Linked DNA regions of Mus musculus: region 2 is linked to region 1. The links are chromatin contacts, called in public promoter capture Hi-C maps. All regions are on one chromosome and are shown on one strand. The core of a region is the stretch at or near the end of the contact, and the rest is flanking DNA. Distances in the headings are between cores, read along the strand shown. Region 1 holds the start of Mgarp (mitochondria localized glutamic acid rich protein). Region 2 overlaps Cog6 (component of oligomeric golgi complex 6).

Region 1 (4,294 bases), core at 908-3,407:
GGCTAACCATAAATAATGATATTTACTAAATTGGAAGATTAATTTATATGTTATATTTTGTCTTTCTGATATTTTCCCAGTGAACTACTGTAAATCTAAATTATTCATTAAAAAGTTACATTTTTAATAACCAGAAAAGTTACATTTTACAGCAAAAAGGACAAAACTTAATGATAGTTAAAACACACCTTTCAAAAAATAAACACTGAAACAAATTTATTTTTTACTAAAGTAGGAAGTACCAACAGTACAGCAGTTAATACCCACAAAGGAAGACAAATTTAAGATTCCAATCAATGCCAGATTGGTGGCCCAGGCCTTTAATCCCAGCAATTGGGAGGCAGAGTTAAGAGGATCTCTAAGTTTGAGGCCAGCCTGGTCTACAGAGTGAGTTCAGGACAGCCAGGGCTACACAGAGAAACCCTGTCTTGAAAATTATTAGTAATTATTCAGTAGAAGTAGACTTGCCTATGGGGCCTTAGATAGACCTTAGATTCGATCCCTAGTACCACAAAAAAAAAAAAAAAAAAAAAAAAAAAAAAGGTGAAAATTAAAATAAGGTCAGTTCCCCTGCATCCAGGACTACTCACTGCACATTTATGTCTTATTTTGATCTAATGGGAGGAGTGGGAGGCAGAGGATGTAAGAAAGTATGATGTCGATGCAGGACTCAAGGGAGTACAGGGGGCTGCAGCCAAGCCTCAAGACCTAGTTCAGTTTCTGGTACCCACTGCCTCTTGCAAGCTGACCTCAGAGCACATGCAGGTTCTGATGGGTGCGTGCCTATGCCTCTAAGCCTGTGCTTGTGGGAGAGATGGGGTGGGGGAGTGGGGGGGAGGGAGGGATGGAGAGAGAGAGGGAGAGAGAGAGAGAGGGAGGGAGGGAGGGAGAGAGAGGGGGGGGGGAGGGAGGGAGGGAGAGAGAGAGAGTTTTCTGTGGAGGATGAGGTCAGTCTCATCTCTTTCTTTATCTGAGCACCAGAACAGTCCCCATTATAATCAGTTTAAAATAAATGGCGTCTCCTCACTTCTGCAAGTTGCTCTCTTATGAGGTATACACATACAGAGGGGAAAGGCGTTCTAGTACTTGTGGGAAGACTTCTTTTAAGCATCATTTAAAAGAATAGGTGACTAGATCTCTTTCTTGAGACCATCCACCACCAACACAGGCCTAATCAAAGCAGGGTGAACAAGTGCTTAAAGCAAAGCAAAGCAAAGCAAAGCTCGCTCTGGCTCATGGATTTCCACAGGCGTTTTTCTGTCTTTCTCAGTCAAATCTTTGCTTTGGATGCTGCCTCCGATGCCCCAAGGAGTGGGGCAAAGTACAGAATAATTAACTTTCTAGTGTCCAAGATCTGTGCCCCAGTGAGTGATGAACAGAGAGGGTGGGCAGCTAGGAGAGGACCTGCAAACCAGCCCAAAGCCTGTAAGCTCTTATAGTCCAGGATGCTGCTTCTTTAGAAAATTTCCAAGAGCGCATTTCCTCACGCATTCCCTAATCCGAAGCTGACGGAGCTGCAAGCTTGTCAGCAACATCAGAAGAGTACCCCGAGGCCTCACTTCGAAGGGATGATCAGGGCCACAAGAAGCCGGGGGTTTATCACCGCCAGGGATCAGTGAACCGACACTTCTTCTAGGGCCCACCTGCGAACACGTGAACACCCCACGTCCACCTACCTATCCGTTCCTTCACCTCTTCGGAGAAACTAGTGGTTCATTGAATAGAAAACCGTGGAACTCTAGGAGAAAGCCAAACCCTCTTCGAAGTGGTTCTTTTCACTCCATATCTACTGATCATAACCCACAGTCACTTAAAAAAAATGAAGGAACATTACTTGCCGGAGATCAGGAATTCAAGACTGGAACCCAGGAAGTCTAATTTGGATTCAGAGGCCATCCTGGAAAAGGTCCTTATTCCCAAAGTTTCCAAGAAATTCGGAGGGCTGGCCTGAGACCCTCCCTCACTGTTCCTTCACTGGCCCAGGGTTCGGGGCGCTGGTGCCCAGCCTGGACGGGTAGAGAAGTGTGGGACACTCACCGTCCTTCCCCAGCGGCGCGGGACCCGGGGGCGCCCTCCGGGGCAGCGCCAGAGTCTTGGACACAGCCCTGCGGAGATACATCGCCAGATGCGCTCAGATTCAGCAGCGGATCAAGCAACCCAGGCTCAGAGGGAGGAGCCAGGGAGCGCCCCGCCCCGGGTGGGACTCCAGATCCCGTGCGTCCCAGCCCCGGGGGATGTGGGAAGGGGATCGAGTTAGTGGTTAGCACCTTGGTCCCCTTACCCAGCTCTAATAGAGTTGCAGTCCCGTGCTCCCCAGCAGTCGCTTAATGGCTGCATCTCAGAAGAGGCTAGGGAGCTTAGAAGTCGCTGTTACGTGCCTGACCCGCTCTGTCCCATGGAGTTATCTCCCGAGCACGCAGGACACGTTTAGAGAAGCGCGCTTGATTCAGGATTCATGCGCAGACGGAATGTATTCTCCAGGTGGAAGACCACTTTATTCCACACACTGTGTTAGCATTCCCAGGAAGAGGTAGCGGGAAACTTAAGAGACGACTTTACAGGCTTATGATTAAAGGAAGGGTAAGGTTTCCCCCTGGCGATGGCTGAGTTCTAAGCCAGCCAGGACTTTTAAATATAGGGTAAAGAGTTTATCTAGCATGGGTTCGATACCCAACAGCGCATAAAACCAGACATGGTGGCGCAAGAAGTTACTCCCAGCACTCAGAGGGGGAGGTAGGATGCTCAGGAGTTCAAGATCTTTGAGGACACCGTAGGCTACAAGAGACCCCGCTTCAAAAATGAATGAATGAATGAATGAACCACTGAAGGCACTAGGCGGTGGTGTGTGTGTGTGTGTGCGTGTGTGTGTGTGTGTGTGTGTGTGTGTGTGTGTGTGTGTGTGACCAAAACAATCCACTAACAGGAAAGTTAGGTAAAGGGCTCTCTGGGGGGAGTAGCAACCGCTCTTAAACACTAAACCATCTCTCCAGTCTGAACTGTGAATCTTGTTTTTTTTTTTTTTGTTTTGTTTTTTGTTTTTTAATTTATTATATGTAAGTACACTGTAGTTGTCTTCAGACACACCCGAAGAGGGCCTCAGATCTCATTACGGATGGTTGTGAGCCACCATGTGGTTGCTGGGATTTGAACTCAGGACCTTTGGAAGAGCAGTCAGTGCTCCTAACAGTTGAGCCGTCTCACCAGCCCCGAATCTTGGTTTCTTGAGACAGGTTTTCTCTGTGTAGCTCTGGGTGTCCTGAAAATCGCTCTGTAGAGCAGGCGAGGCCAGCTGTTTTCAGGAGCCAGGGCTACACAGAGAAACCCCGTCTCAAGAAACCAGGATCCCTGCCCCCTGCCTCCGCAGTGTTGAGATTAAAGGCATAGGCCACTACCACCACCACCACAGAGCGTTGTGAGTCTTGTAGACCCGAGTAAAGCGACTGAGGAAAGCTCTGAAGCATAGTCGATGCGTGATGTATGCTCAGCCCGATGGAAGAGTCAGTGCCGGGTCACGATTTCTCTGCTCCTTTCAGTCTGGTAAGTGAACATAGTTGCATCTGTATGCCCGCCCCAGCTGGGAGAGATGGTATGTCTACACTGTGAGCTTCAGACCTACTCTCTGGGTTCTTTTCATATTTTAAAGAGCCGTTTCCCAAACAAACACCCAAGCACTTTGGTTGTCAGTTTCACTGAATTTTCAGCTGCTTCTCCATCACCCCAGGGCATTTTTGTTAGTTTCTGCTGTAGCTGACTAAAGGTGCAGACAGTTCCCGGCTGCGGGACAGATTCTTCACTGCCCTTGAGAAAATCCTTGACATTTTTCTGTTCTCTTTCAGAAAACACCGAGGGTCAGAAATAAGTTGGCTTAACTCAGATGACCTCCAGTTAATCTTTGGTTGTTGATAAAGACAGAAATTTGAAAACAATGTTAAGGTCCAGTGCCAGCAATAATCATGATTTTGTGGCTTATGTGCTGGTAATTTAAGGTCTTTGGGGTCTGGAGACCAGCAAGTCTGAGGACCAAGTTGGATCCCCTGGATTCACATAATGGAAACAAAAGAACCATCTCTTGAAGATTGTCTTCTGCCCTCCATACATGCTTACGGTGAGAGGCCAAACCTACTCCATCTTAAAAGAAAAGAAAAGAAAAGAAGAGAAGAGAAAAGAAAGAAAAGAAAAGAAAAGATAAGAAAAGAAAAGAAAAGAAAAGAAAAGAAAAGAGAGAAGGAGGAGGAGGAGGAGGAGGAGAAGAAGGAGAAGAAGAAGCCTGAGAACTTGACAGGCAGCAAAATCC
Region 2 (4,294 bases), core at 643-3,142, 1.6 Mb after region 1:
TGTGAAATGATCTACTGAAGAGTTCTGGCAACCTTATTTGCTTTTTAAACATTAACTGTGTCTAGATATACAGGTTTACATCTGAACTCTAAATTCCATTTCAACCACAGTCCTGGTGTGTAGTAGGCAACACTTATAATTCTCTGCCTTATGATACTGATACCCACTCAGTAAAGCTCATACCTCCCATTTGGAATTTGATGTTCCTCCTGGGCTTCTGACATAATGCACCTGTCAGCGTTGACAGCAGCAGAAAGCCAAGCCAGCCCAGAATAGCCAGCACATCCCACTGATGCTCTAACACTCATGCAGTGTGGCAACCTCTGCAGTTCATGGTTAAGTCGATGGAACGCATTTCCACTGGGCACTGTCCCTTAGTCTGGGCTTATTAGAATATAACCCTATAGTGAGATGAACAGAGCCTATGTAGGCCCATTTAGGTGGCAATATATTACACTGAGTACTGTTGCACTGTGTTTGGTTTGAAAATTGAGGTGTTTTGGCTATTGACAGTCAATTTCTGAAAGAAAAAAAAAAGAGGCAGATGGGTTTTCACAGGGATTCCATGATGTGGCTACTGGGGAGTACTGCCACCTTGAATCTCTAGTTCTGCACACATGACATGTATTCATTCTCATGAATCAGGCATCTTTAATTAGGTTATATTTATGCAAATCAATACAGTCCAAAAATATAAAGCTTGGCCCTCAGTAGGCCTAAGTGCTGTTCTGATGTTAGCTTTTATAACCCGTGGTTACAGCTTCTCAGCCTACTACCGCACCACATCCCAGCGGGATCTGTCTCCTCTGTTGTACTTCCTTTCTATCAGTATTCTTTCCAAAACGCATTTGAGAGAAGTATAAAAATACTACAAAGACTGCTGCTCCAGAAATAGTTTAATATATATTAAGAAAACCAGATAACAAGAAAAAATATTTATTTCTCTTAGCAAACAAAGTGCTAAGTACATCAATCTCTTTTTCACAGTAGAAATAAATTATGTACAATGTAAGTTCCTGCCTTGTATTATGCTGTTTTGATAAATACACCATATAAATTCATTGAACTGACCAACCCGGCAGGTTGATACCACAATGGATAGCATAGTTGCTTCTGCTCTGAGTGCAAGACAGAGTTTCTAGGATGGGGTTGGAGGAAACAGACTGAGTGCACAATGTATGGCGATTGCCCGTCCTGGAACAGGCTGAAGCTGTCTGCACAGGAAGCCTGCTGAAGGGTCTTTCCCTCTCTTCCGACCTATCAGCTAAGTGTCTATTTAAATACATACAAACCTGCACCAGGCATGAAAGTAAGCAGGAAGGGACAACAGCCTGAATGTTTCTCTCCCCATCAAACCCATCAACACCTATTTTGGGATCAGAAACATGGGCTAGGTTCAAGAAGCTATTCAATTAGAGGAAAGCAGCGGGACCTTCCATAAGCGGACGCTCATTGCCAATAAAGCTGTGGTTTAGATGTTACACAGAACTTACAAGTCATCGTACTTAATCCCGAAACTCCCAGCTGACTTTATGCCTCTATTTATAATCCCAAATCACGGGGACCTTTACACTGCTATGCAGAGGCAGCTAATGGGCAAGAGAACATTGCTCCCTACAGATTCAAGTCAATATTGATTTACCTCCATGTTAGCTGAGAATGAAAGAAATTGACCTACAACCGCATACTAGGAAAACTATTAATTCTCAATCTTCAAAGTAAAGACTCATAGATTAAAAACCCTAACCACCCTTGGTGTCATTGCCAGGCAGCAATTATCTGCAAATGCCATCGACATCATCAAGAGAGCAGTGTCTTCACCTGCTCAGGTGACCTATGAAGGATGCTCTCTGGATCTTTGTATGCGTTGTCTGGATTCATCACGGCTGCATGCACTTCCGCGTAGGCTCTGCAGACGAGCTCTGTAGACTGCTTTATAATCTGCTCCCTATGGATGAGCAAACACAACCAGAAGATAACAGAAGCCCAGCAACCGCAAGCACACACATCTGGATGATGTCATGCTTCAGCCCCACGCTGCCCAGTTCCTACTAGTGGGCAGTGTTTACTGTTTATTAAAGTCTCCGTCGTCACATGCACCCTCCTGAGCCAGGGGCTGCATTTTACCCAGTGCTTGGCCATGAGGAACAGAACAGTGCCCCACATATAGATGTGCCTGCACTTAGAATGGGCTTACATCTGCTGAAACAAGCTAAAAAAAAAATGAGCGAAGAAAAATACATTTAATCTCCAAAGAGTAGAGTCACGTAAAGGTTCATCTCTTGAAGCAGTTTCTCTTGTGGGGCCTTGTAAGTGAAACCCAAAAGACCAGGCTGTTCTCCAAGACTTACAAGCTCCCCAACACAGCAAAACGTTAGAGAGGACTTTATAAATGAGCCACACTGTAAGTCACAGAGTAATAGAATAACCCCGGAGCTAATTTGCCATGAGAAAAGTGAGTGAACTAAGGGTCGATCATCTTCACGTTCCTACCAACTTCTTATGTCCTTCAAAATGCTGAACATTAAGAAATCGTTTACCCAGTTACAAGTGTCAAAATTTCAAAACTCTTAGTACAGATCAGTAAGGAAGTACACAGAGAAACCATTCTTATTAACCATGCTCTGTAAACTGGTTGTATTTGAAACAGTTATTTAAAGCACTGAGCTAACAAATGAATTGCTTGCTTCTAGAATCAGGGAGCTTGTTACTCAGTACTTAGGATTCTCGTTGCCTAACAACCCGCAGCATTGCCACAAACCTACTGGTCCTAAAAATAGCTTCTCTCCACATTCAGGTTCTGAGATCACTGAGAGTGAGCTTTCCTAGGGTGCAATCCAATGCACACCAGGAGAAAAACTTCAACAATTAAGGGCTATGCAGACAATACAGTTTGCTTTTACTGGGGCTAGGAGTTGAAGCCAGGGTTTGCCCAGACCCTCAGAAAATTCTCTACCATTGAGCCCCGAGGTCCACACAGTTCATGAACACACTCATTCAGCTTGCTAAAGACAACACTGTCTTCTACCTGCAGTGTCTCCAACCCAAAGTCATCTCCTGTAAGTAAGTACTGCTCTTCCCTCTGGCTGCCCTAAGATGCTTCTCTTATGGTAATAAGGTATCATATGACAGTGATCAAGCTTTTGGTGATCTGAGGACACTGGAGTGCCCTGTGCAACTTCTCTGTCCAGGCTTTCTTACTGTTAAGCATGCTGATCCACATCTCGCATGGCATCTGGAGAAACTTCTCGCATTAATAAGCCCTGCCTGGTCCCTCAGGAGGGATGGATGTTGTATTTTAGATAGTGTACTTTCCAGGTCTAAGTGCAGCAGGCTGTAACTTCCTTCCTTCCTTATTCTCTCGGTGTACTGATGCTTTCCTTTAGTGCACAGACACGTTTCCAAGGCTCGCTGTAAATATCTGCTCATGGCACACACATCAGCTGTGGCTCTGTTTCTATTAACTGATCATTTTTCTCTTTTGGGTTCACGTTTCCTGTTCCTAAGCAGTCCTGGGTGTTCCTACAGTTCTGGATGGACTCATGTCTTCATGTACGACGCTCCCAGTCATCCTTCAAAGCAGTGAGTTCTGCTAGGAAGTCAGTGAGCTGAGTTCAAGATTAGCATGGTATTTAGTGTGAGCTCAGGACTCCAACAACCCATCTTTATCCTACTTCCTGGGGTCTCCTGAGCACTGTCCAGGCTATAGTTGCTTTTCTGCAGATAAGTTTCCAGAAGTTATTCTATCATGTTTGCTTTCCTTTACTTAATTAAGAACTTGTTTAGTTTTGTTTATACAGGTTATTTGTTTATACAGATAATGAATATAGTTGCTAGCTCCAAGAAAAACACACCCCACTTCCTTCAAACCAAAATAAAGAAAATAACCCCCACAAAACAAAAACCAATTATTTCACTAAGCCCATGCTTTTACTTTTAATAAATATAAAAAAATTTGAATCTAAAACTAAAATAGCTCTTAAATCATATATACACCTCTGCATGTTCATTTGGAAACACACGCTTCCCTGTTTCTTAAGTTTCTTACAGAATCTATTCTGCTACTGGCAGAGTCCTAAGTCAGGTTACCATGATGCTCAAGGTGATCACTGCGTCTGGCAGCAAAGAGAGTAACATCGTTCTAATTTATCCAAAGGGAAAAGAAAACATCTTTAAAACCATTCATTTTTCTATTTCTCTCCCTATGTTCTAGACTTCTTGGTCCCGTATAAGTATATCTGCTTAGTAGTTTCCTTCAAGACCAAATGTCCAATCAAACTCTCTGTTGAAAGAT

Evidence for each region. Promoter capture Hi-C pulls out the DNA fragments that hold promoters and counts their contacts.
Region 2: a contact with region 1 is called in a promoter capture Hi-C map of hippocampal neurons, with 7 times the contacts expected there. The contact joins the enhancer-like site here to the promoter of Mgarp in region 1. A contact is called at or near these places in 3 of 39 promoter capture datasets (hippocampal neurons, liver and pre-B cells) and 1 of 9 other capture datasets (adipose tissue).

Annotation. Positions count from the first base shown.
Region 1 is chr3:51,394,390-51,398,683 of GRCm38.p6, forward strand. It overlaps Mgarp (mitochondria localized glutamic acid rich protein), which reads right to left and starts at 2,158. Exons shown (of 4, transcript NM_026358.3): 1 at 2,038-2,158. The coding sequence starts at 2,119.
Region 2 is chr3:52,981,244-52,985,537 of GRCm38.p6, forward strand. It overlaps Cog6 (component of oligomeric golgi complex 6), which reads right to left. Exons shown (of 19, transcript NM_026225.3): 19 at 880-1,948. The coding sequence ends at 1,801. Among named protein-coding and RNA genes, the nearest start is that of Gm30402, 25 kb to the left of the region's middle. Within about 2 kb of position 1,893, at least 36 of the 459 cell types and tissues checked have an H3K27ac peak or open chromatin away from gene starts, as enhancers often do. A contact at or near this core is called in hippocampal neurons, where this site is marked.